Regions from separate parts of the Mus musculus genome. Here regions 1, 2, 3, 5 and 6 are each linked to region 4. Evidence: chromatin contacts called from public Hi-C, HiCAR-type, capture Hi-C and promoter capture Hi-C data. All regions are on one chromosome and are shown on one strand. The core of a region is the stretch at or near the end of the contact, and the rest is flanking DNA. Distances in the headings are between cores, read along the strand shown.

Region 1 (3,387 bases), core at 819-3,318, 620 kb before region 4:
CAAAAGCCAGCAAACAAGCAAGCCTTCCCGGGTTTTCCCCCAAGGCATGGTTTTCTAAGGAACAAGAGACATGTTCTTGTAAGTTATACAATACCATATACCATATACCATATACCATATACCATATACCATAGCGCTCTGCTCAATAAACACTGGGTGCACTAAGACCGTATTTCTTACATTAAGAAAAGGCTAATATCAAACGGTTCAAACTGATATCTTGTGGACTGTGCTGGGTTGTTTTGTTCACTGTTGGGGAAGCCTTCCAATCAGGTAACACATAGTTAAGTCTTAAAGGATACATATACGTTAACAAAAAAAAAAAAAGTAGTAAGGGGTTCACGTTGGCTAGTTTTATGTCAACTGGGCACAAGCTGTGGTCATCTGAGAGGCAGAAACTTCGGTTGAAAAAAAATGCCTCCATGAGATGGGCTGAAGGCATGCCTATAGAGGAGTTTCACAGTGATTGATGAGGGAGGACTCTGCTCGTTGTAAGTGGTGCCACCCTGAACTGGTGGTCCTGAGTTCAGGCTGAGCAAGCCAGAGGGAGCAAGCCAGTAAGCAGCACCCCTCTATGCATCTGTATCAGTTCCTGCCTCCAGGTTCCTGCTCGCCTGTACTCCTGTCCGGACTTCCTTCTATGATGAGCAGTGAAGTAGAAGTAGAAGCAACATAAACCCTTTCCTCCCCAAGTTGCTTTCTTTGGTCATGGTGTTTCACCACAGCAATAGTGACCCCCCACCCCCCAACACAGACCAAAGTCGTTTATTTGATCTGCACAACACTTAGAACTCAAGCCAACATTTTTGAATCAGGAAATTTCACACAGAATATGACTTTCTAAGTGTCCCTCAAAAAAGCAGAATTTGACACTGCGTCTATACCTCCAAACAGCAAGAAGAGGCTAGAGACATGTAATGAGATCTCTAGTTGAGGTATATGGTGGTCCTAGAGTTTTCTTTGTGGTTTCCTCAAAATATGGGCCAATCTAAAATGCTAGGTATTCAAAAGTCTTTGACAAATCACCATCTGAAACCACCCACTTCTCCTTCTATACTTGAAAAACATCTTCAGCTTCTTTTTTGTATGTGGCTATTTTCTGTCTTGATAAATTCAATCACAGCTCTTGAATCACAGGTTATTTTGCTGATCTGGCACAACACTTAGTATGAAAAAAAAATCTGTATTTCTATGATGACCGTCACCAAGATTTACTAATAAGGGATGACAAACATGTCTGCTATCAATGCACCTTGATTCTGATACATTGCTTCTACTTTCCTCGTTCTCCATATATAGGGATGGCCACCAGGGACCTGTGTCCTATATGCAAAATCTCCCTTTCAGTCGTGCCTAATTTCAAGGTTTATAAAGAATTTGTGAAAAGCCACTTATTCCAAGACAATAATAGTTCAGATGCTCTGCATTAAATATTTCCTGTTTTATTTTAAATTGAGACCCCTTGGCTAGACGAAAGGTTAGTAAAGATATAATTTTGTGGACTTCCCCTGAGTCTTCTGCAGGGCTTATCAGTTAGTATCGAAGCTGTTTATTCTTCTAGTTCGCTAGTTCACCATTTTCTTAGCACTAGAAGGCATTTCATAAGCCTGCGTCCTGTTTAACTGAAAGAAAACCCATGTTGCCCCAGGGCCCATTTTCCTTAAAGAAGAATCATTTCCAAGAGCTCCCACCTCATAACGTCAAGTAAGATAGGCAAGGACAACTGCCCAAAAGAGTGCCCTTTGGGGTGCCTGACAATTCCGGTAGAGCAGTCCTACTAGCACAGAGGGGCCTCTGACTTTCGCGGACTGGGTTAGGAATTAGCCGCCTAGAGCTCCTGGCCGAAGCCCCACCCCGCGGCCCGTGACCCCACCTCGCCTGCTGTAGACCGCCGTCCTTACCTGCGCGCCACACGGCCGCGAGCAACAGTCTCCTTGAGCTTGACAGCCAGACATGGTTCTGACTCTGCTCCGTTATCTGTCCCGCGCTCGTTCCAAGTCTGAGCGGCCGGCAGAACGCTATTAGGCGACAGAGCGGGCAGCCTGGGGGCGGAGCAAGAGTGAGAGGCGGAGTCTGAGGGGGACCTCGTCCCTTTGGAGAATCTGCGGCGGCGCAAACCGGCCGGTGGGCGTGCCCGTGAAGGTTGGAGGCGGTGTTAGAAGGACTAGTCCTCCAGTCCAAGGCGGGGAGCGTGCGCTGTGGGCGGGGCCAGCCCATGCAAGGCGGGGCCTGGACGGGCCTTGAGGCCGCCAATCTAGTTGACTTGCGAGCTTTCCCGGAGAAAGCCGGGAAGATGGCGGCCTCCTGGAGGCTTCACTGTAACCAGCCGCTGCTTCGGTACCTTCTGGGATTTAGCAGCCGTCGAAGCCTGGGACTGGCTCAGGGTGCTGCTGCTTGGCCTGTCGACCGTGGAGCAAGTTGGAGGTGGTTTCACAGTACTCAGCTGCTGCAGGGTGAGTGGCTTGCGCTCGCTCCACTTCTCTCTTTAGCTGAGCAATGGGGCCTGGGTCAGGGGCTTTCTTGATTGGGGACACGGTTTGTGAGGTTAAGTGCGGACTCTTCCTGTTCCTTTCAACCTCCCCCAGAAACGGGCCTGCTGACTTAGCCTATGGCATGCGGCAAAAGAACTGTCTTCAGACTTGGGAGAGCATGGTTCCGTCCTTGGCCTGCCTTCAGGGCTACATGGCTTCTCTGTGACCTTGCTTTAGAATTTGAGAAATTTCGATGTCACCTAGGGAGGGTCTGTTTTAAATCCCTCTATTTTAGACCCTTATCAATCACATGTCAAATTTCTTTAATTTTACCATTCCTCTCTAATGTAATATAGCTGCCCATACATTCAAAGCCACTATTACCCATACTGATTCATTCAAAGGACCTGTCCCTATTGGAAAACTTTAAATCTTACTGCACTTAATGTATGCAGCATACAAGACTTAACTTAGAAAATACAGAATCACAGACATTGCTAGAATGTTTCAAGTAAAATATGTGGCATGAAATTCATACAGCCTATTACATAAAATTGTTCTTAAGCAGTGATATTGAACTCGGAGATATACCCACTGTCCTTCCGTTATTTAACATACAGCATATAAAATGGCAGACCTGGCATTATTCTTCCTTACGTGTATGAATATGGGCTGGGGGTTAGGATGGGGGCACAGAAAACAGTTTTAGAAACCATTAGACATTTAAGTAATCATTCTTACCACCACCTGGTACAGTAGGCCTAGCCCACACTTTCTGAGCTGTCTGAGGCCACAAAACAAAACAAAAAAAAAGAAAAAGAAAAACAATAAAATCCGTGTGCTGAGATTTCTAAAGAGGGGCTAATAGGGACAATTTACCTAAGTCATTTTTGGAGTAATGTTTAATAAATACTTC
Region 2 (3,714 bases), core at 304-2,803, 530 kb after region 4:
AAGGGACAGAATACTCGCTTACTTCATTGTAGCCTAGAAGCGAAGAGGAAGGAGGAGGGGCTGGGTCTGATAACCCCTTGAAAACATACATCCCCTGCCACCTAGCCTTGGCTAGGCTCCACCTCTTTTTTTTTTTTTTTAATTTATTGTAGAGAGAGAGCACATGTGCTATGGAACATGTGTGGAAGTTACAGGACAAGTTTGGGGTGGGGTGTCTGTTCTTCCCTCCCACCCATACATATCTCCAGAATCTAACTGAAGTTTTCAGGCTTGGTAGCAAGAGTCTATACCCACTGAGCAAACTTGCCAGACACAGGATTTGCTTTTTAAGTGTTTCCTCCCCTCCCAATGGCACCACAGGCTAGCCAGCAAGCTTCGAACCGCAAACCACAGCCCCAGCCAAGTCCTCCTTCTTACATGAATTTATATCCAATGTATAAATAACAATTTGTAGTAAAGGCAGCCAAACATAATTGTCTCAGTTTTCTAAGATTGCCATACAGAAGAACCACAGGCAGGTGATCAGAGTTCAGGGTGTCAGTGTGAATAGTTTCTCCGAGGCCTTCCCCCCAGCATATAGATGGCCAACCTTCCCTCCACCCCACCCCTTTCCCCCTGTCTTCACACAATCCCCCTACAGTGTCTGTGAGCATCCTTTTGTTCTTACAAGGCAGAGGGTCATGTGGAAAGAGACCCATGATAATGACTTCTGGTTAACTTCACTGCCTCTTTATAAGCAACCTGTCTCTAAACAGAGTCACCCTTTGGGATACCTGGGGTCAGGATTTCAGGAGAATGCACAACCCTCGAAACAACTGATCCCTCAGTGAAGACCTTGACACACAGTAAAGTGAGAAATTAGCACTTTAACAAACAGGTCTAGAAAATTGTGGAGAAAATGTGTTCAATGTTGAGCCTTTTGGGGTGAATATGTCAGGGACCAGACACAAAATAATAACTGCAAGAGAGACTCAGCCCTTCTGCACCAACTTCCAGGTATCTGACCCCTGTGGGCTCTCTAGTCCCTGCCCATTTGCCTTCCCATGTTCCTTGTACTTTTTTTGTGACCTTGAAAATGAATTTGTCTCGGGAAATGAATGATCACACTGTAGAATGTATCATTCTTGAAACACCAGAGCGGAGGCATAGCTATAGAAGATGAATCCTAACCAGAGCTAAACTGGGGTATAATAAAAGGATTTTTGTAAACTTCGGGAAGACAGAAATTCACTGTAGAATTCCGAGATTTTCTTACATGGATTGTCCTGGGCTTTGGGATTCATAGCAGCCAGTTCGCAGAGTTGTTAGTCTCGTTGAGGAGGGAAAATGTTAAATGTAGCGGTGTGGGAGAGGCAGGCAGAGAAACTAAATAACCCAGAGATGCCGCAAATTTTAAAGGACAAGAAAATAATATTTAATAAGGCAGTTTCAGAAGGCTTCTCCTTGGAGGCAGGTAAATGTTTAACCAGGAGCTCCAGGCGTGGGGAGGCTGTGAACTGTGGTATTTGCCAAGTTCTGAAGTGTAAATACTCCCACCAGGGCCAATTTCCAGGTAAGCACATGATGTTGCTGAATGTGTCACCGGACAGAGAGACTTTCAAAGGTTGATTTGACCACTGCTCTGGGAACTTGGATGGAGATTTGGAGTTACAAACCAAGTCAAACAAATCATTAGGGACTCCAGAAATCTTCTGTATTCTGCCATAAAGCCTCAGCTGAAGTCAAAGGCTACTCAGTCTCCTTCTTCCATTGCATTCTGAATAATAATAATAATAATAATAATGATGATGATGATGACGATCAATTGTAAGGAAAAATGTCAATTTGAAAACTTTTGGAAATGTAGCTTTATGCAGGGTTAAATAAGATAGAAATGGAGATATGCATCTTGTTTATAGTCAAGCAACTGGCCCAGGGGATAGAATGTGCTCTGTGTGCTCAGAAGATCACTTAGGGCTATAGCTCTGTGGTACAGTGCTTGTCTAACCCCCTCGAGAACCTAGGTTCAATTCCTACCATTGCCAAAAGAATGGGGAGGGGAGAACAAAAAGACAAAGGGAATATTGCCTACATGTGCACCAAGCAGAAAGGCCATTTAGGAGAACAAGTATCCCATGGTTAGAAGGTACCGCTATCAAGAATAAATGTCCTGTGACAGAATAACCTACGGATAGAAGGTACCACTACCACTGGTCATTTACACTGATCTAAATGAAGCTGATCCTGGCTCCCTGACCCTCCTCCTCTAGTCTAGTAGGGAACACAGAGGTGGCTGGTCCATGCCCTTGCTTCAGTAGTGGTCATGAGATTCAAGTTAGGTCACTCTGAGCTCTTCTTAGCTCTACAGTAGCTTGCCTTTATAGGATGCTAAGCTGATTCCGAGTAGAGCAAGTGCTCGCTTCCTCTTACGCCCAGGCTTCCCACAGCTATGCCTTACTTCTTCCTCTACTCCTCCCACACTGAAGAGGAGCCACCTTCTCCCTCTTCTCACTTCCTTAAGATGAATGTTTTACTATGGTGACTTCTGACCTTCCTAGCTCCTGGTCTTCCTAGCCATTGCCTATTGCTTTTGCTCTGTGCAGAGCAATACTCCTTTCTATCGTGCCCCATGAAGACAGGGTATGTGCCTGTTGTGTGGACTTTCATATGCCTATTAATGCCTTGACCATTTTTTAAAATAAGTCATTAACCTGGGTCTTTCTCTGAGCATTCCATCTGATTTCTTTTCCTTCAGTCACCCCACCATGCTCCAACCCATTATGGCCACGGTCGTGAACTGTCTAGCAGGGCCACCAAGGATAAAGAATTCCCAGCAAGTATTTGGCCATCTCCAAAAGATTGAGGCACAGTTTTAGATGGGGTCTCCTCAGTCCAAACAGGCTACAGGGAGTAGATTCTGACATGACCCCAGTGCTTCCCAGATCCTAATATCCATGGCACTGTGCATGCCCTTCTCTTTGGATGTAGGATGGACTCATGACTCGCTCCTAATCAGTAGAATATAGAAAAAGTCATGGGGTATCACTTCATGATTGGGTCAAAGGGCAATGCCCTCTGACTAGTTGGTTCTCTCTCTCTGTCTGTCTCTATCTCTCTGTGTGTCTCTCTGTCTCTATCTGTCTCTCTTCTTGCATTATATATATCTGAAGGACAGAGCTGTCTGGCAAGGAGTTGTGGGTAACCTGTAAACGACTGTTGGAAATGGAATCTAAGTGTCACATGAATGAAAATATTCCCCAAAAGTCTTCAGATGTGGCTGCCACCTTGATTTTAGCCTTTGAGAGACCTGAGACAGAAGTCCTGATTGAACTATCTGGATTCCTGATTGACAATTACCATGTGGCTTAGTCAGGGTTTCTATTCCTGCACAAAACATCACGACCAAGAATCAAGTTGGGGAGGAAAGGGTTTATTCAGCTTACACTTCCATACTGCTGTTCATCACCAAAGGAAGTCAGGATTGGAACTCAAGCAGGTCAGGAAGCAGGAGCTGATGCAGAGGCCATGGAGGGATGTTCTTTACTGGCTTGCTTCCCCTGGCTTGCTCAGCCTGCTCTCTTATAGATGCTGAGGCCATGGAGGGACATTACTTACTGGCTTGCTTCCCCTGGATTGCTCAGACTGCTCTCTTATAGAACCCAAGGCTACCAGCCCAGAGATGGCACCACCCACAAGGGGCCCTCCCCACTTAATCACTAATTGAGAAAATGCCTT
Region 3 (3,800 bases), core at 1,158-3,657, 650 kb after region 4:
TCGAGGAAAATTAATTTATATAACATGTAATAATATTACATGGTAATGGGGGTACTAAAGGGAAATAGGGGTATGGTGAAGGGTGTTGGGAGGAGGGAATGAACTGCAAATTTATTTTATTTCGAGACAGAATTTCCCTGCCTAGCCTAGGCTGACCTGGAACTTGGGATTCTCTGGCTACTGCAAGTGCTGTGTTTACAGGCAGACAGAATAAAGTAGGTCTCCTTGAACAAAGAACTGTAGGGGAGGAGCCCTAGCAAGGGAAATGCCTGGGCTTAAGGCTACCCTTTCCCTACTGCAGGAATAACAGCAGTGACAGTATTCTGTCTTGTGAGTTCCTGTGAGCTTCTGTGCAGTCCTCAGTGTGAATTCCTTACATCCTTATCCATGACCCCAAATGCCTATTGTTTTTACTCTCACTTCAAGAGAGTAAACTGAGGCCTGGCAACTCTTCTGGAATTGGCTGATACCCGGAAGCTAGGAAGGAGGTGCTGTACATACCCTGCCTTGTCTGCAGGGTTTTCGGCTTCCTCCTCCTCTTTCTTTCTCTTTCTTCTTCTCTTTCTTCGGAGACAGGATCTCTCTATGCAGCCTTGGCAGTCCTGAAACTTGAAATGTAGAGAGCAGGCTGACATTGAACTTGCAGCAATCCGCTTCCCTGAGTGCTGGACTTCAAGGCCTGTGTCACCTAGGTGGCTAGGCCAGCTTTCACTTCTTCATCACTGCCCAGGCTCCCCAAGGCTTGCTTTCTGTGCCCCGAGCTAGACTGTGTGCCCTCCCCAGCTATAGCAGGGACTCTTAGGGTAAGATTTAAGGGCTTTCTGTAGTCCTGGTTATTCCACTATTCCTGAACAGGTAAGGGGCTCAAAGGTTCACCTACACCCCCCACCCCCACCTTAGCACACAAGTGTCATAGTGTTACACTGACAAGACCAAGCTCAAATTATGCTTAGTCTTAACCAAAAAAGGGCAATATATCTTTTCTTTCATCAAATGTCACTGTGGTTTTAAAGTTTGCATGTTGATATGAGGTCGGACAGCGCTTTAAAAGTAGTCCCTTCTCAACCGCAGGGCAAAATTAGGCAGGGAGTCCTACAACAGTTGCATTAAAAAAAAAAAAAAAAGAAAAAGTGGGCTGGAGAGATGGGAGATGGCTCAGCGGTTAAGAGCACTGACTGCTGCTCCAGAGGCCCTAAGTTCAATTCCCAGCAACCACATGGTGGCTCATAACCATCTGTAATGGGATCTGATGCCTTCTGGTGTCTGAGGACAGCTACAGTGTATTCACATATATAAAATAAATAAATCTTGAAAGAAAGAAAGAAAGAAAGAAAGAAAGGGAGAGAGAGAGAGACAGAGAGAGAGAGAGAGAAATGTTAAAGAAAAGGGTTTTTGTTTTGTTTTGTTTTGTTTGTTTTTTGAGATGGGTTCATATAACCTAGGATGAAAAATTGAACTCATTGTGTAGAGCACGATGACCTAAACTCTTGGTCTTCTTTCCTCTACCTCCAAAGTGCTACAGGGATTCTAAGCATTCCAAAGGCCGTGACTCTTTAATACAGATCCTCATGTTGTGGTGACCCCCCCCTGCCCCCAACCATAAAATTATTTTGTTGCTACCACTTAACTGTAATTCTGTTATGCATTGTGTGTATATCTGATATACAAGATATCTAATATGTGACACATACACACACACACCCCACACAAAGGGGTCTCGACCAACAGGTTAAACACCATCGTGCTAGGATCCTGATTACTCCACCACCAGCTCAAATTCTTAGCACCTACCGAGCAACAACAAGGAATTTCCAAAGTTATTTTACATTTTTAAAATGTTCGAACTGGTTGGTTTTCTGTGGTTTCAATTCTGATATGTCGTGTTCGTGAAACCTTCGCCTAAAAATTGAACCCCAGATCCTTAAATTCGTTTTACAACGCTAAGGAAGAGACGCAAACAAGTGTGGAATCGGTTTGAAAAATCTTTCCTTAAAACGCATTCGCGCGTGCGCGCTCCAAAGCAGCAACAAAACCTCTCTCAGCCTCAGAAATGTTCCGCAGAACTCCAGTCCTTTTGTATCTGGTCGCACGAACACCTCTGGACTCCTGGAGACGTTTCTCATCCCGGGTTTAACAGTGGGAGACCAAACTCTTCTTGGCTTTTCGAAAGGTAGTGCAGAGTTCCCCTGATTTGCAGCATCCTCCCCTGCTTTTTAGGACCACGACCTTGGATTTCCTGAAATTGTTGAAATGAATTTAAGCGCAGGGTCTTCCGCCTACTCTTGTTGTTGGAGAGGAGGCGTGGGATGGGGGTGAAGCGAGGCGGGGGCATTGGAGAGAAACCACAGCGATGTGCACCGGACAGGAAAAGTGGGAGGAGGAGAGGGAGGAGGAGAGGAGGCGGCCGTAAGTTGAGAGAGGAGGGAAACAGTCACCAGCCTGACTCTGAGAGCTACGGCGGAGAGAAACCTGGGCAGGACGCGACCCGGCGTAGGGCAGAGCTGGGAGAGGACCTGGGGAGGGCGAGCGAGCGAGCGAGGCGAGAACCAGCCGAATCGCTAGTTTCTCTCCAGCAAGAAAACTTTCCCTGGAACACCGGAAACTTTTTCCTGAGCGCTCAGAGTCCGAGACGGAGGCGAGCGGTGGGTGTGCGCGGCTCGGCTCGGGTGACTCACGCCGGGGACCCCAAGGGGGTGAGTGGGGAAGTCCCTGGAGGGCCTGAAGTCATCATTCTGCAACTTCGCAGGCTCGGAAAATAACTCGCCTGGCGTGATCTGGGGGTGGGAGTGGGGGCACGGGGACAGCGAGACTGAGGGGAGACTCCGCGTGGTTAAGGAACCTCCGCATCGGATGCTGTAGGCGGGGAGGTAGACTACCAAGAGGTGGGTAAGGGAAGGGGCAGGCCGCCCTGAGTGTAGTGGGTCACGGTGGGAGAGGAAGCGCTGTGAACCCTTTTTGGGGGAATCCTGCCAAGCGTGGGACCCTAGTAAGCTAGAAGGCAGAAAAAGAATGTATCTGCACCATCCTCCCAAGGCCAGAGGGGCAGATCTACAGTCATGAGTGCTCAGGAGGCTACTCGCCTGAAAAACCCATCCTCTCAGCCGTCCCCTTCTTTCTTGAAGGGAGGCGTGAGAGTCGAGGTAGTAGATGGAGACCAGTTGGCCCGGAGCGCTGGGCAGGCTACTGTAGCCAGGGGACAGCCCGAGGGAGACCTAGCCTGTGGTGGTGAGAAGCTCGGGACAGTTCACTGCGACTCTGCGCCAGGCGCCCACGGTGTCCCCTTTCCGCTTCGACTTTCGCGCCCGCCGGGCGTTGGGCCGGGATTTCCTCTGCGCGCCTCGTGTGCGCACTGCGCGTTTTTACGCACAGGGGGCGCTGTGGGACCCGCACCTCTAGACCAGACTACGGTTCCCAGAGTTCGTGCCTGGACAGCGACAAGGACTAGGTGTGCTTACAAAGGATCCTTCAGGAATAGATTTTGGGGTGCTGCCCTTGTTGGCAGTAGGGGTTTCCCCGATTCCTACCCGCGCCCTGCCGGGGATCACATGCCACCGCCGCCTCTTCCTCCGCGGTGCCAGAAGCCCGCGTTTTGCTTGTCAGCAGTAAAGTGGAGAGTATTTATAGACGCCACTGCAATCCTGCGGTGTGCAAGGTTTCAATTACTGCGCTGCGTCGCGCCCCACAAGACGAGATGCTTACGCGCGGCGGCTCAGCTACATGTCTGCTGCGGAGACCCACTTGGAAAAACGTCTCCAGGCATCCCTTACTTGGGTGGAGTTTTGGAATTCTTGCCCATGCAA
Region 4 (3,369 bases), core at 653-3,152:
CTGCCCTCGGGACATAACTTGGCCCACGGTGGCATTTAGTGTTCTGAGTTTAACTTAATCACCACTATAAAATGTAGTTCTCTAATTAGAGGATATTCTGATTATGCCCACAAGGTGGAGATCTTGCTTACAGTTTGCCCACACTAAACTCAATGCAGGGGGAAAAAAACACCTAAAAGTTACATCAAAAGACAAAAATTAAATTCAATGAATCCAGTTCTTATTTCATGTAATATACTATATTAGCTGGTATATGAAATAAAAATTTGATAAGAGACAGTCCCTGCTCTCTAGGGAAAGACAGGGGGAAGCTTGCATGAGGCAAGAAAAAAAAACTTTTTAATGAATTAATATATTGTACTGGATCCATATGGAAGGCACTGTAATCCTTTTATCAGATAAGCACTACAAGAAGCCCCGTGGTTGGGAACACATTTAAGAAAGACCCCACACTTTCAGGTGGCACACAAGGTACCAGTGGGAAAGAAACCCAGGAAGGTGTATGCCTTGGGTCAGCCATGTTTTGGAAGGTTAATGTATCTACTCTGTCACAAACATTTTACATTGTCTACCCTATAACTCCAGAATAAATATACACAGCACAGGCAGATGTAGCCCAGCTGAAACCTCGCATGTGTTCCCAGGAGAGGAATATAGGGAAAGGAAACACACACACACACACACACACATACACACACACAATGTGAAAGAAACCGATTTTAAACTCTGGCTGTAGGACTCGGGGAGGAGTCAGAAGAGAACCTGCTTAGCATACGTACTGTCCTGGGACAGTTCCCTGGCAGTGCCAGCTCTGGCTCTCAGGACCCCTCACGGCTCTGATCTTATGACTAAGAATCTCCAGTTTGAAATATGGGATACAAGAAGGGAAAGGAAAGATTCAGTTTGTTTCCAAGAGATTTGCTGGTAAATTAAATCCAAGAAAGTCTGGAGGAAGATGCATCAGTTTTTATAATGTGTTGGTTTGTTTTTTTCTTCACTGCCCCACTTCCCACTAGTCCTTTTTCCTTTACACTAAACTAGTAAAACAATTGTTTATTTTCCTTTGTTTGGGAGAAATTTATAATTGGGAATAAAGTGACTGACTAAATGACAACTTAAAAACAAGGTGAGAATGTTGACAATAAGTGTTTATATCTATCTAGATATCCCTATCTCTACATATTGAACTTTCTTTAAAATGGGAAAGCCAAGTGGCATGCGACCAGGGGACCTGACTTGGCTGTCCAACTTGCACAGCAAGGTTTAATTCCAAGCATCCCTGAGAAAAGTCACAGAAGTTAACCTCATTGCTCTCAAGCCTGCAATGATCCATACCGGGGAGCTTGCATCTGGAGAGAGGTTATGGGTTCAAAGTCATTGGCTACAGATGGTTCCTCTCCCAGCTGGAGTCACATCCTCTAGGGCTCGAGACTTTCCGGGGAATTTACATAAGCCAGCGTGAATCACACCAAGTGAGGTAGCAAAAGGACTCACCCTGACCCCTGCCTGTACTGCGGTGGGGGGCTGTCTGAAGTTTTCAGATCAGACACAGTCCAAAGGAGGGTACAAGGGGATCATCCCACTCCCAACAAGAGCACCGGACACGCCGCTACTCCCAAGCCCTACAATTGGTCTCTGCCCCCGCCCCCGCTCCGACGCCCCCGCACGGACGCCCTCAGTTCAGCCTCCTCCCCGCCCCGAAGTCCGGGACAGAACGTGGGGCCACCTCTCGCTCCTGGAAGGATCGGTTGCCGCTTTAAGGGGAAGAGGAAGGGAAGGGGCGGGGGAGTGGGGGGCGGGGAGAGGCGGCAGAGGAGGGGGAGGGGGATCCCCCTCGCTCCCACGTGGTCCGGGCGCCTGTGAATCGCGCCCGCCGGAGGGTCTCACAGCGAAATACAAAAGCTGCTGGGAAGCCACGGGGAGGCGAGTTCCCAGCGCCGGGGCAGAGCGCTGGCCAGAGCCCCGCAGCGCTCCGCGGCCGCGATGGGGCTCCGGCACCCGAAGCCCCGGAGCCAGCTAGCAGCCGGGCCCGCCTCGCCGCCCGCACCCGGGCGCCCGGGCTTGGCTTGAAGCGGCGGCGGTGGCACCGGCGCGCCGGCAGGAGCATGGGGAGGAAGATGCGGGGCGCCGCCGCCGCCGCGGGGCTCTGGCTGCTGGCTTTGAGCTCGCTGCTGACGCTGTGGGGAGGACTCCTGCCACCGCGGACCGAGCTGCCAGCCTCCCGGCCGCCCGAAGATCGACTCCCTCCGCATCCGATCCAGAGTGGCGGCCCCGCGCCCGAGCCGCGATTCCCTCTGCCCCCGCCCCTAGTATGGGACGCCCGCGGCGGCTCCCTGAAAACTTTCCGGGCGCTGCTCACCCTGGCGGCCGGCGCGGATAACCCGCCTAGGAGGCACCAGGACGACCGCGGGCGGCACGAGCCCTCCGGGCTGTCCTGGCCAGAGGAGCGCAGGGCGGTGCACGGGGGCGTCTTCTGGAGCCGCGGCCTGGAGGAGCAGGTTCCCCGGGGCTTTTCCGAAGCCCAAGCAGCAGCGTGGCTGGAGGTGGCACGGGGTGCTCGGGTGGTGGCTCTGGATCGCGGGGGCTGCGGACGCAGTTCCAACCGCCTAGCCCGCTTTGCCGACGGCACCCGTGCCTGTGTACGCTACGGCATCAACCCAGAGCAGATACAGGGCGAGGCCCTGTCCTACTACCTTGCGCGCCTGCTGGGCCTCCAGCGCCACGTGCCGCCGCTGGCACTGGCTCGGGTGGAGGCTCGGGGCGCGCAGTGGGTGCAGGTGCAGGAGGAGCTGCGCACCGCGCACTGGACCGAGGGCAGCGTGGTGAGCCTGACGCGCTGGCTGCCTAACCTCACCGACGTGGTGGTGCCCGAGCCCTGGCGATCAGAGGACGGCCGTCTGCGGCCCCTGCGCGACGCCGGGGGCGAGCTGACCAACCTCAGCCAGGCGGAGCTGGTGGACTTGGTACAATGGACCGATCTGATCCTCTTCGATTACCTGACGGCCAACTTTGACCGGCTTGTGAGCAACCTCTTCAGCTTACAGTGGGACCCACGCGTTATGCACCGCGCTACGAGCAACCTGCACCGAGGACCAGGAGGGGCGTTGGTCTTTCTGGACAATGAGGCGGGCTTGGTGCACGGCTACCGGGTAGCCGGCATGTGGGACAAGTATAACGAACCGCTGCTACAGTCGGTGTGTGTATTCCGAGAGCGGACTGCTAGGCGCGTCTTGGAGCTGCACCGGGGTCAGGACGCGGCGGCCCGGTTGCTGCGCCTCTACAGTCGCCACGAACCGCGTTTCCCAGAGCTGGCGGAGCTCTCAGAACCCCACGCTCAGCTGCTACAGCGCCGCCTTGACTTCCTCGCCA
Region 5 (3,718 bases), core at 373-2,872, 570 kb before region 4:
CACTGGATTTTTAGAAGGGAGTAACAATACAGAAAGACTTTAAAATTAATCTGGCCATGATTCCAAGTGGGTTACAACAAAGGATGTGGGGCAGCAGGAAACAGCTGCAGGGTTTATACTAACTGAAGTATGACTGACTCTGGATCGCCATTACCTCAGGGCTTTTAATGAAGAAGGACAAGGAAGTGTGTCCTCCATGCCAGGCTGCTGTATGTGTGTTGTGAATGCAAGGTAGGCGTGTGCTTTCGAGACAGCGCCATAAGATGAGTGGAATTCCCTCCAGGACAGTTTCTGGAGGCTCACTATTGCCACTTGAAGAGGAGTGAGGTGCTTATATGTGATACAGCAAGTAGCATGGTTTCAGGACACATCTAAACTTGTAAATAAAAGAGTGATCGTCTCATAAAGACATTTTGAATAGTTCTGCATGGTTATTTGCCTTTCTGGCATCTGCATTGGTTTTGGAAGGAGGCAATTGGAACAAAGTAGTTTATCTTCTAAGTTATAGAACAATGAGGAGCCTCTTTAATTAAAAATAGTTTAGATAAACATATTTGGTGCCCACAGAGGCCAGAAAAGGCCATTGGATTGCCTGGAACTGGAGTTTCGGGCACTTGTGAGCAGCCATGTGAGTGCTGAGAACTGATCTTGGGACCTTTGCAAGAGCAGCTAACCACTGAACCATTTCTTAAGCACCCTTAATTGAAATTTGCTAAAGTCGTTTGCAGATGAACTTTGGAAAGTTACTGTTAGTTTGTGTCTTTGATCATATAGTTTATTTTCACAAATTAGAAGTCACTTCCCTGATTTTCCAACTCTGAGCCACCTTTTTCTTTCTGAGAAAGTGAGTATTGTCAATGCTCCTTGATTTAAACTATACCACCAAGGACATAAGTTTAAGGGAAATATAGGTTTCTGTTAAAAGTTGAGAGAACATTAGGACGATCAGTCAAGATTTTCTCATCTAAATGTATTTAAATTTTTTTCTTTATGAGATTCATAGTTATTCTTGTCACAGACAAGTAGATCTTTAAAGATTTGTCTGTTGTGGCCAAATGAGATACACATTAGTCAAGCCTTTATAAAGCATAAACTGGACACAAGGTTAAGTTTTTATGTGTATGTTACACTTAAACTTTGTATAGGGTCTCAATGTATGTAGCCCTGGTTATCCAGGAACTCCCTTTGTAGACCAGGCAGACCTCAAACTCAGATCTACCTACCTCTGCCTCCCTAGTGCTGGGATTAAAGGTGTGCACCACCACCTCTTGGCCCCACTTACTTTCTATCCGTGGCCCCTCAGTCCGCTTGGCAGAGAATACTACTTATCAGGAAGCTACAGGATAGAGCTTGGTAGATGATCACCCCTCCCAGTGCCTTAGCTTCTGCTCTGTGGGAACATCCTTTTCTAAGAATTCATTTAATCTGCATGCTTGCTCATCAGGAGGAGTATTTTCTGCCTAGTGTCAGCCTAGTTTAAAATTACTAGGCTTTTGGCAGTAAGCTTATCCTGTGTCTTAATAATTCTTATCTATGGAGGAGGGGAAAGATCCTCTGTGTGGCAACTGCTTATCTTACATCATCTCTTCAGTTCTGTGTGGGAGGTGTATCTTGCTTTATAGCAGCCCTCCTTTATAGTCTTAGATAACGTGTACAGACTCAGAGACTACATGAACTGAGCTAAGCTCTAAGAGCTGCATCTGGGATTGAGCCTATATCCATGTGGTACAAAGCTTTAACAACATTACACACAACATTCTCAGGTGGACATTGGCTGAGCTCGTTCTACTGAAGTTCTTCAGCGATGTCACTTCATGTACAGTGAGACCTATAAAAAGTTTAAGTACAACATACAAATAAAAACATGTACACTTGGCTCGTATTTTCTTTGTAGTTCCTTTCTGTGTCCTGGTTAGATTGCACATGAGGTACTGAGGGATTTTTGGTTTGTTTCCATTAAAAATACATCTGTGAAGTACTAAAATCAAGAGTCATGACTTACATATAACTCCCAGTGACAGCCTTAATAAAACTGAAGCGTAAAACATTTAAGGAGGTAGTTCTTAATCTTCCTAATGCTGCGACATTTTATTAGGTTGTGACCAACCCCCAACCATGAAGTTACTTCATTGCTATTTAATAACTTTACTCCTGCTACTGTTATGAATCATAATATAAATATCTGATATGCATGATATCTGAATTGTGATCCCCAAAGGATCTATGACCCACAGTTTGAGAACCATTGATTTAGGGCTTGGTGCCTCTAGGAATAAAATATATCGATAAGCCGATGGTACTTGTGTGTGGTCCCAGCTGCAGAGGAACAGATGCGGGAAGATCACTGGAGTGCACATATTAGAGACCATCCTGGACAACAAGAGGAGAGTAACAGCAAACAAACTCATCCAGACAGAATAGCATGCAGCATTCGGGAAGAGGTGGCAAGAGGATCATGACTTGCAGGCCAATCTGGGTCTCACAGTAGGTACCATCCTGTTCTGTCTCCAGAAGGAAAAGTAATTAAAACATAAATTTAATAAAGAGCATTTTAGTTTTGAATTCTGCTCCATGTTCAGAACTCAAAAATAGTTACCTTAGTTTCAATCCCAGTTGCTCCTGTCTTCTATATGAATAACTACATTAGCCTCCAATCTTAGTCAAGGGCTAATAGCAGATTACAGAGTTCATTGACTTACCCAGACCAGATATATGCATAGCCACCAAATAAGTAAGCAGTCCTCCAGGACACAGGTGAGGGCAGGAGGCCTGGAGCACATGGTGTGTGTATTGGGCAGAGCATTAGTGGGTGATTACCAGGCCAAGTGAGGGTTGCCTTCCAGGGCTTTGCAGAACCAGCATCACTTTCTCTACTAATGAGTCATGCAGCAGCTGGACTCTGCAGTCATCTTGCTGTCTTCCATTGAAGTTTAGCCTCATGTTTATTGTAAAGGAGAAATGACAGATAAGACACTTGAGATTTGTAAAGCAGGCAGAAGAATTTAAGGGTAAATTTAAGGCTGAGTGACTGGTGGTGATGCAGAGAAGTGAAATGTCATTAATTTGAAGTAAGACATAATGGTAAAATGTTTGCGGATCTATCCCATTGTAGATGTGATGATTTTGTCAACTTGAAATGGTTTAGAATTATCTGGGAAGGGAGTCTCAATGAGGGACTCAGCTCCGTGGATATGCCTCATTTCTGTAGTTGGTTCACTGAGGTGGAAAGACCCCACTCTAACCCAACCTTTCATAAGCTAGGTCTTAAACTGAATGAAAAAGAGCAAACTGACCACTAGCATGCATTAGTTTCTCGCACTGTGCCCTTGACTGTGGGTGTCACCTGTTATGGTTTGAAGAAGAGTGGCCCCACAGGCTAATATATTTGAATGCTTTGTCACCGGGGAGTGGAACTCTTCGATAGAACTAGGATTAGGAAATGTGGCTTTGTTGTCACTGGGAATGGCTTTTAAGGTTTCAAAAGTCTGTGCCAGGCTCAGCATCATAGTCTCTCTGCCTATAGATCAGGATATAGCACTCAGCTATTGCTCCGTGGCTGCCTGTTGCATGCCAACTACTTCCACCATTGATGATAATGGACTAAACCTCTAAAACTGTAAGCAAGCCCCCAGTTGAATGCTTTCCATCATAAGAGTTGACTTGGCCATGGTGTCTCTTCTTAGCAACAGAACACTGACTAAGACATCGTATGACCAGT
Region 6 (3,257 bases), core at 301-2,800, 570 kb after region 4:
CTTGAGAATTAGGCTTAGTGAGGAAAGCCAATCCACAAACATCATCTACACCAAGATTTACAAACGTTCTTGAAATGAAAACTAATGATACAAGAATGTTGAAGTGTCAAGGAATTCTGGAGGCCAACTGCAAGTGAGCTTGGCTGTAAGATGTCAACCCAGGGGTCTTACATAGATAGCTATGCCTTGGAGCTTTACTGGATCAATGTAAATACCCCAACTGTGATATTGTTCTGTAGATATCCAGGAAGTCACCATTAAGGAACATGGGACAAAAATCTCTCTGCATTATTTCCCACAACTACAGGAGATATTATAGTTAGCTTTTAATAAAGTGTATTTAAACAATAGAGCAGTGAAAATGAGCTATTGCTACAATCATGACTGGAAGCCAGATGTGAACACTGATATGAAGAAGTGTTCCATTTCTGTGGAGTTCAGAGACTGAGTAATAGTACATGGTGTCCGAAGCTATGCACTGTTGGGAAGGCAAGTGAAGTAAGTAACCAGGGAGGCACTGGGGGTACTGGTGTCTCAGTCTGTGGTCTGGTGTTGGCTACATGAGTGTGTAGTCATTAAGGGAATTACTAATGATTTCAGTATGCTATATGTTATTTTCCAAAACTTACCAAGGAAAAGAAAATGTCCCAAGACAAGCAAGCATGGAAAAGGAATGGCTTAAATCAACCACAAGGAAGAGAAAAAGCTGCTAAGGAGAACTCTTGGATCCTAGTCACAGCTCCACTATACTAAAGCCCTTCATAGCTATTTCTTCGGCACATACTGGGTGCCAGGTCTTGTTCTTGTTGGCATAGGCTTGTGAACAATGAAGTCAAAGTGCTCAGGAGTGGACTGAGCAAATGCACACTAGGAAGATGGATAACGGAAAGGGCATTATATGTGTGACTTATAATGACAGTGTCACGAGGATCATTTCTGATCTTCAACTGGATAAGAGAGAAGAAAGGAAAACAAGAAGAAACAGAAATCATGTTCCTCAGAAGAGAACACAAAGACATCCATGGTGTGTGCACACTAGTAATAAGTCCTAAGAGGGAATGCAAAGCCACCCTTCTAAGGAGTAACTCAAACTTTATGACGTCCCTAGAAGTACTAGGGTGACAAGAAGGAGAGAATTTCCCTGAGAGAGGCGTAAAGACTGGGATGAAATGGGAACTGGTGACTGTCACCCAAGTGCTCCAATCTATAAAACCACTCGTGGTCACTAATTCTTGGGTGTATTTACATCGACTATCTGATTTTTACTTCCACCTTAATATCTGGGCGTGATTAATTTTGTTGCTCCTGTTTAAAAGCTCAGAAAGGCTGAACGATTTTCTCAGGGTCACACAAAGAAGCACTGACGCGCGGCGGGTAGGGTGGGAGTGGGACAATGCTCCAAGTCAGGGCCGGTTTATTCCCAATTCTTGCTTTGCACCAAGTCCCAGACCCTAAGACGGTGGCCGCACGCGTCCCCACCCCTTCAAGATACCTTCAGTAGGCTCTGGAGCGCCACGAAATGCTCTGCTGTCAAGGCCGCCATCTTTCTGGAGTCACGTGACAGCCGGAGCAAGCGGAGCGTGCCTCGTGACCCCTCGCAGGACATGCTGGGAGTTGTAGTTCTTCACCGTGGCTGGCGGGAACGGCGTGCAAAGAACCAGGAAGTCTTCCTCCTGTATGACTAAGCTCAAAGACCAGAGGGCTGAGATACTGAGAGAACTCGGATATAGAATGATTTCCAGGGAACAACTGGCTGGACATCCTAGGTCAGGGAAACTGGTTTTGCCTTTGCCCCTCTGGGTAGGCTGGCTGATCTGGTGAATGCACCTGCAGACTTGGCAGACACCTTGGCAACTTAGATGCCCAGAAGAGATCGGCCTACTCACCATCTGGATTTAAATGAAGCTTTGCCTATTTGAATTCTTGGAATTCACACACACACACACACACACACACACACACACGCTCACATGCCTGCAGTACTCCCTAAAAACAAAACAAAACAAAAAAAACAAAAAACAAAAAACAACGCTTCAAGGCATATAGTTTCTTCTCTGTTTGTGGAGAGATAGGAGCCTTTGTAACTAGCCTTATCCAGACAGTCAAGCTAAGTCACTTAGGGTTCTTAGTAACTTTCCTGTGGTCCAAGAAGAGGTCTGGTTTGAAGGGCAGCTGATTAGGAAAGGGGTTAGAAAGGAAGAAGGCGTGTGAAGATATTGACTATCTTAGCTCTGTGCACCTCCGGCACGGTCTCTTCTGTCTGCATTCTTTCCCTTAAAACTGAGTGTTGAGGGTCATGCAGCAAGACCTGCCAACACCTTCCTCAGAGGCAGACCCTCCAGTCTTCAGAGAGTCTGAAAGTGGCAGTCGCTGGGTCAAAGGCTTAACTACAACCTTGCTATGGGTTGAGTCTGAAATCTGTTTTGCAGGTTCATCCTGTGGTCACTTGGACCCTAGCTTTGTGGGACTGCTGAATGTTAGAACCCTTAGGATCTGGGACCTTGCTAGTGAAGGTCTCTAGTGGCAGGCCTTTGGGGGTTATGCTGCTTCTGGTTCTGGCCTGATTGCATGGTGTCTTGTCTGCTGCTGTGTAAGAAGTCTTGGCTGTACATTATTGCCACCCTGCTCTGCCATGTTGGACTACAACTTCTGAAACCATGAACCAGAATAAATCTTCCTCCTCTAAGTTGTTTCCATCTAGTTCCTGTCACAGTGACACACCAGTAACCAATGCACTTGAGAAATTGAAAGCATAACAACTCAACTGAGCCATCCCAGGCTTTCTGGCTTTGAAATATTGTATAAGTCTTTAGGTGTAGCCTTTCCATGTCTTGATTCAAAGTGGCTGCAGGCTGTGAGCTTCCAGAATGAGGTACTAACTACTGTTTGCCAGCTACTAGGGAAAGCTGACATCCAGATGGGGCAATGATGACAGCCAAAGCAGCCATTTCCCCTGGCACTTGCCCTCTTTGCTGGGTACTGTATCTACTTCAACTGCAAGATGGGGAGTGACTCCAACTTCAAGAACAGGCTTCCAGAACTAAGAAAGAAACAGAAACCTGTGAAGGAAGGATCTGGCTTCCCAAGCTACCTGACTTTAAAGATGTCATTCTTCCTTGAATAAACCCAGCCTGGTGGAGGGTTACCAGTGGATAACAGTTACCAGGGATTCAGGGAATGTGCTAAGAGTATAGACCAATCTGATGCATCCTGTTGTCTGGGAGCAGCTTCAGCAGCTGCTGCAAATGCTACCTCAG

The links. Promoter capture Hi-C pulls out the DNA fragments that hold promoters and counts their contacts. Hi-C and Micro-C count contacts between places; a contact is called where the count stands out from the background. HiCAR-type assays count read pairs that join an accessible place to other places. Capture Hi-C pulls out chosen DNA fragments and counts their contacts.
Region 1: a promoter capture Hi-C map of hippocampal neurons shows a contact between it and region 4, with 6 times the contacts expected there. The contact joins the promoter of Apip here to the promoter of Fjx1 in region 4. A contact is called at or near these places in 14 of 39 promoter capture datasets (the 3T3-L1 cell line, the C10 cell line, the HPC-7 cell line and 9 more), 1 of 15 datasets of contacts at CTCF or cohesin (the NIH/3T3 cell line), 24 of 484 Hi-C or Micro-C datasets (the HPC-7 cell line, the N1E-115 cell line, adipose-derived mesenchymal stem cells and 15 more), 10 of 115 datasets of contacts at active chromatin or transcription factors (T-cell acute lymphoblastic leukemia, astrocytes, embryonic basal ganglia and 7 more) and 1 of 9 other capture datasets (embryonic stem cells).
Region 2: a HiCAR-type map of kidney shows a contact between it and region 4, with 5 times the contacts expected there. The contact joins the enhancer-like site here to the promoter of Fjx1 in region 4. A contact is called at or near these places in 10 of 39 promoter capture datasets (the HPC-7 cell line, HPC-7-derived erythroid cells, cranial neural crest and 6 more), 1 of 15 datasets of contacts at CTCF or cohesin (the NIH/3T3 cell line), 23 of 484 Hi-C or Micro-C datasets (B cells, the BV-2 cell line, ECoMG myeloid progenitors and 14 more), 27 of 115 datasets of contacts at active chromatin or transcription factors (CD8 T cells, the NIH/3T3 cell line, T-cell acute lymphoblastic leukemia and 19 more) and 3 of 9 other capture datasets (embryonic stem cells, liver and pancreatic islet).
Region 3: a capture Hi-C map of embryonic stem cells shows a contact between it and region 4, with 4 times the contacts expected there. The contact joins the promoter of Prr5l here to the promoter of Fjx1 in region 4. A contact is called at or near these places in 5 of 39 promoter capture datasets (the 3T3-L1 cell line, hippocampal neurons, pre-B cells and 1 more), 11 of 484 Hi-C or Micro-C datasets (Sertoli cells, differentiating embryonic stem cells, embryonic fibroblasts and 3 more), 12 of 115 datasets of contacts at active chromatin or transcription factors (astrocytes, embryonic basal ganglia, embryonic forebrain and 7 more) and 2 of 9 other capture datasets (embryonic stem cells and pancreatic islet).
Region 5: a contact with region 4 is called in a Hi-C map of the HPC-7 cell line, with 2.7 times the contacts expected there. The contact joins the enhancer-like site here to the promoter of Fjx1 in region 4. A contact is called at or near these places in 4 of 39 promoter capture datasets (the 3T3-L1 cell line, the C10 cell line, hippocampal neurons and 1 more), 1 of 15 datasets of contacts at CTCF or cohesin (the NIH/3T3 cell line), 11 of 484 Hi-C or Micro-C datasets (the HPC-7 cell line, the N1E-115 cell line, cerebellum and 7 more), 5 of 115 datasets of contacts at active chromatin or transcription factors (astrocytes, embryonic forebrain, forebrain and 2 more) and 1 of 9 other capture datasets (embryonic stem cells).
Region 6: a promoter capture Hi-C map of embryonic stem cells shows a contact between it and region 4, with 5 times the contacts expected there. The contact joins the promoter of Commd9 here to the promoter of Fjx1 in region 4. A contact is called at or near these places in 24 of 39 promoter capture datasets (the 3T3-L1 cell line, 3T3-L1-derived adipocytes, the C10 cell line and 14 more), 1 of 15 datasets of contacts at CTCF or cohesin (the NIH/3T3 cell line), 27 of 484 Hi-C or Micro-C datasets (B cells, the C2C12 cell line, CD4 T cells and 19 more), 26 of 115 datasets of contacts at active chromatin or transcription factors (the NIH/3T3 cell line, T-cell acute lymphoblastic leukemia, VIP interneurons and 18 more) and 2 of 9 other capture datasets (macrophages and pancreatic islet).

What each region holds. Positions count from the first base shown.
Region 1 is chr2:103,072,356-103,075,742 of GRCm38.p6, reverse strand. It overlaps Apip (APAF1 interacting protein), which reads right to left and starts at 2,068. Exons shown (of 7, transcript NM_019735.4): 1 at 1,902-2,068. The coding sequence starts at 1,955. Pdhx (pyruvate dehydrogenase complex, component X) reads left to right here and starts at 2,230. Exons shown (of 11, transcript NM_175094.5): 1 at 2,230-2,453. The coding sequence starts at 2,294.
Region 2 is chr2:101,921,205-101,924,918 of GRCm38.p6, reverse strand. No RefSeq gene overlaps it. Among named protein-coding and RNA genes, the nearest start is that of Commd9, 37 kb to the right of the region's middle. Within about 2 kb of position 1,553, at least 12 of the 459 cell types and tissues checked have an H3K27ac peak or open chromatin away from gene starts, as enhancers often do. A contact at or near this core is called in kidney, where this site is marked.
Region 3 is chr2:101,796,314-101,800,113 of GRCm38.p6, reverse strand. Prr5l (proline rich 5 like) reads left to right here and starts at 2,407. Exons shown (of 9, transcript NM_175181.5): 1 at 2,407-2,642.
Region 4 is chr2:102,450,325-102,453,693 of GRCm38.p6, reverse strand. Fjx1 (four jointed box 1) reads left to right here and starts at 1,902. Exons shown (of 1, transcript NM_010218.2): 1 at 1,902-3,369. The coding sequence starts at 2,106.
Region 5 is chr2:103,015,410-103,019,127 of GRCm38.p6, reverse strand. No RefSeq gene overlaps it. Among named protein-coding and RNA genes, the nearest start is that of Pdhx, 56 kb to the left of the region's middle. Within about 2 kb of position 1,622, at least 18 of the 459 cell types and tissues checked have an H3K27ac peak or open chromatin away from gene starts, as enhancers often do. A contact at or near this core is called in the HPC-7 cell line and uterus, where this site is marked.
Region 6 is chr2:101,884,555-101,887,811 of GRCm38.p6, reverse strand. It overlaps Commd9 (COMM domain containing 9), which reads right to left and starts at 1,550. Exons shown (of 6, transcript NM_029635.3): 1 at 1,493-1,550. The coding sequence starts at 1,543.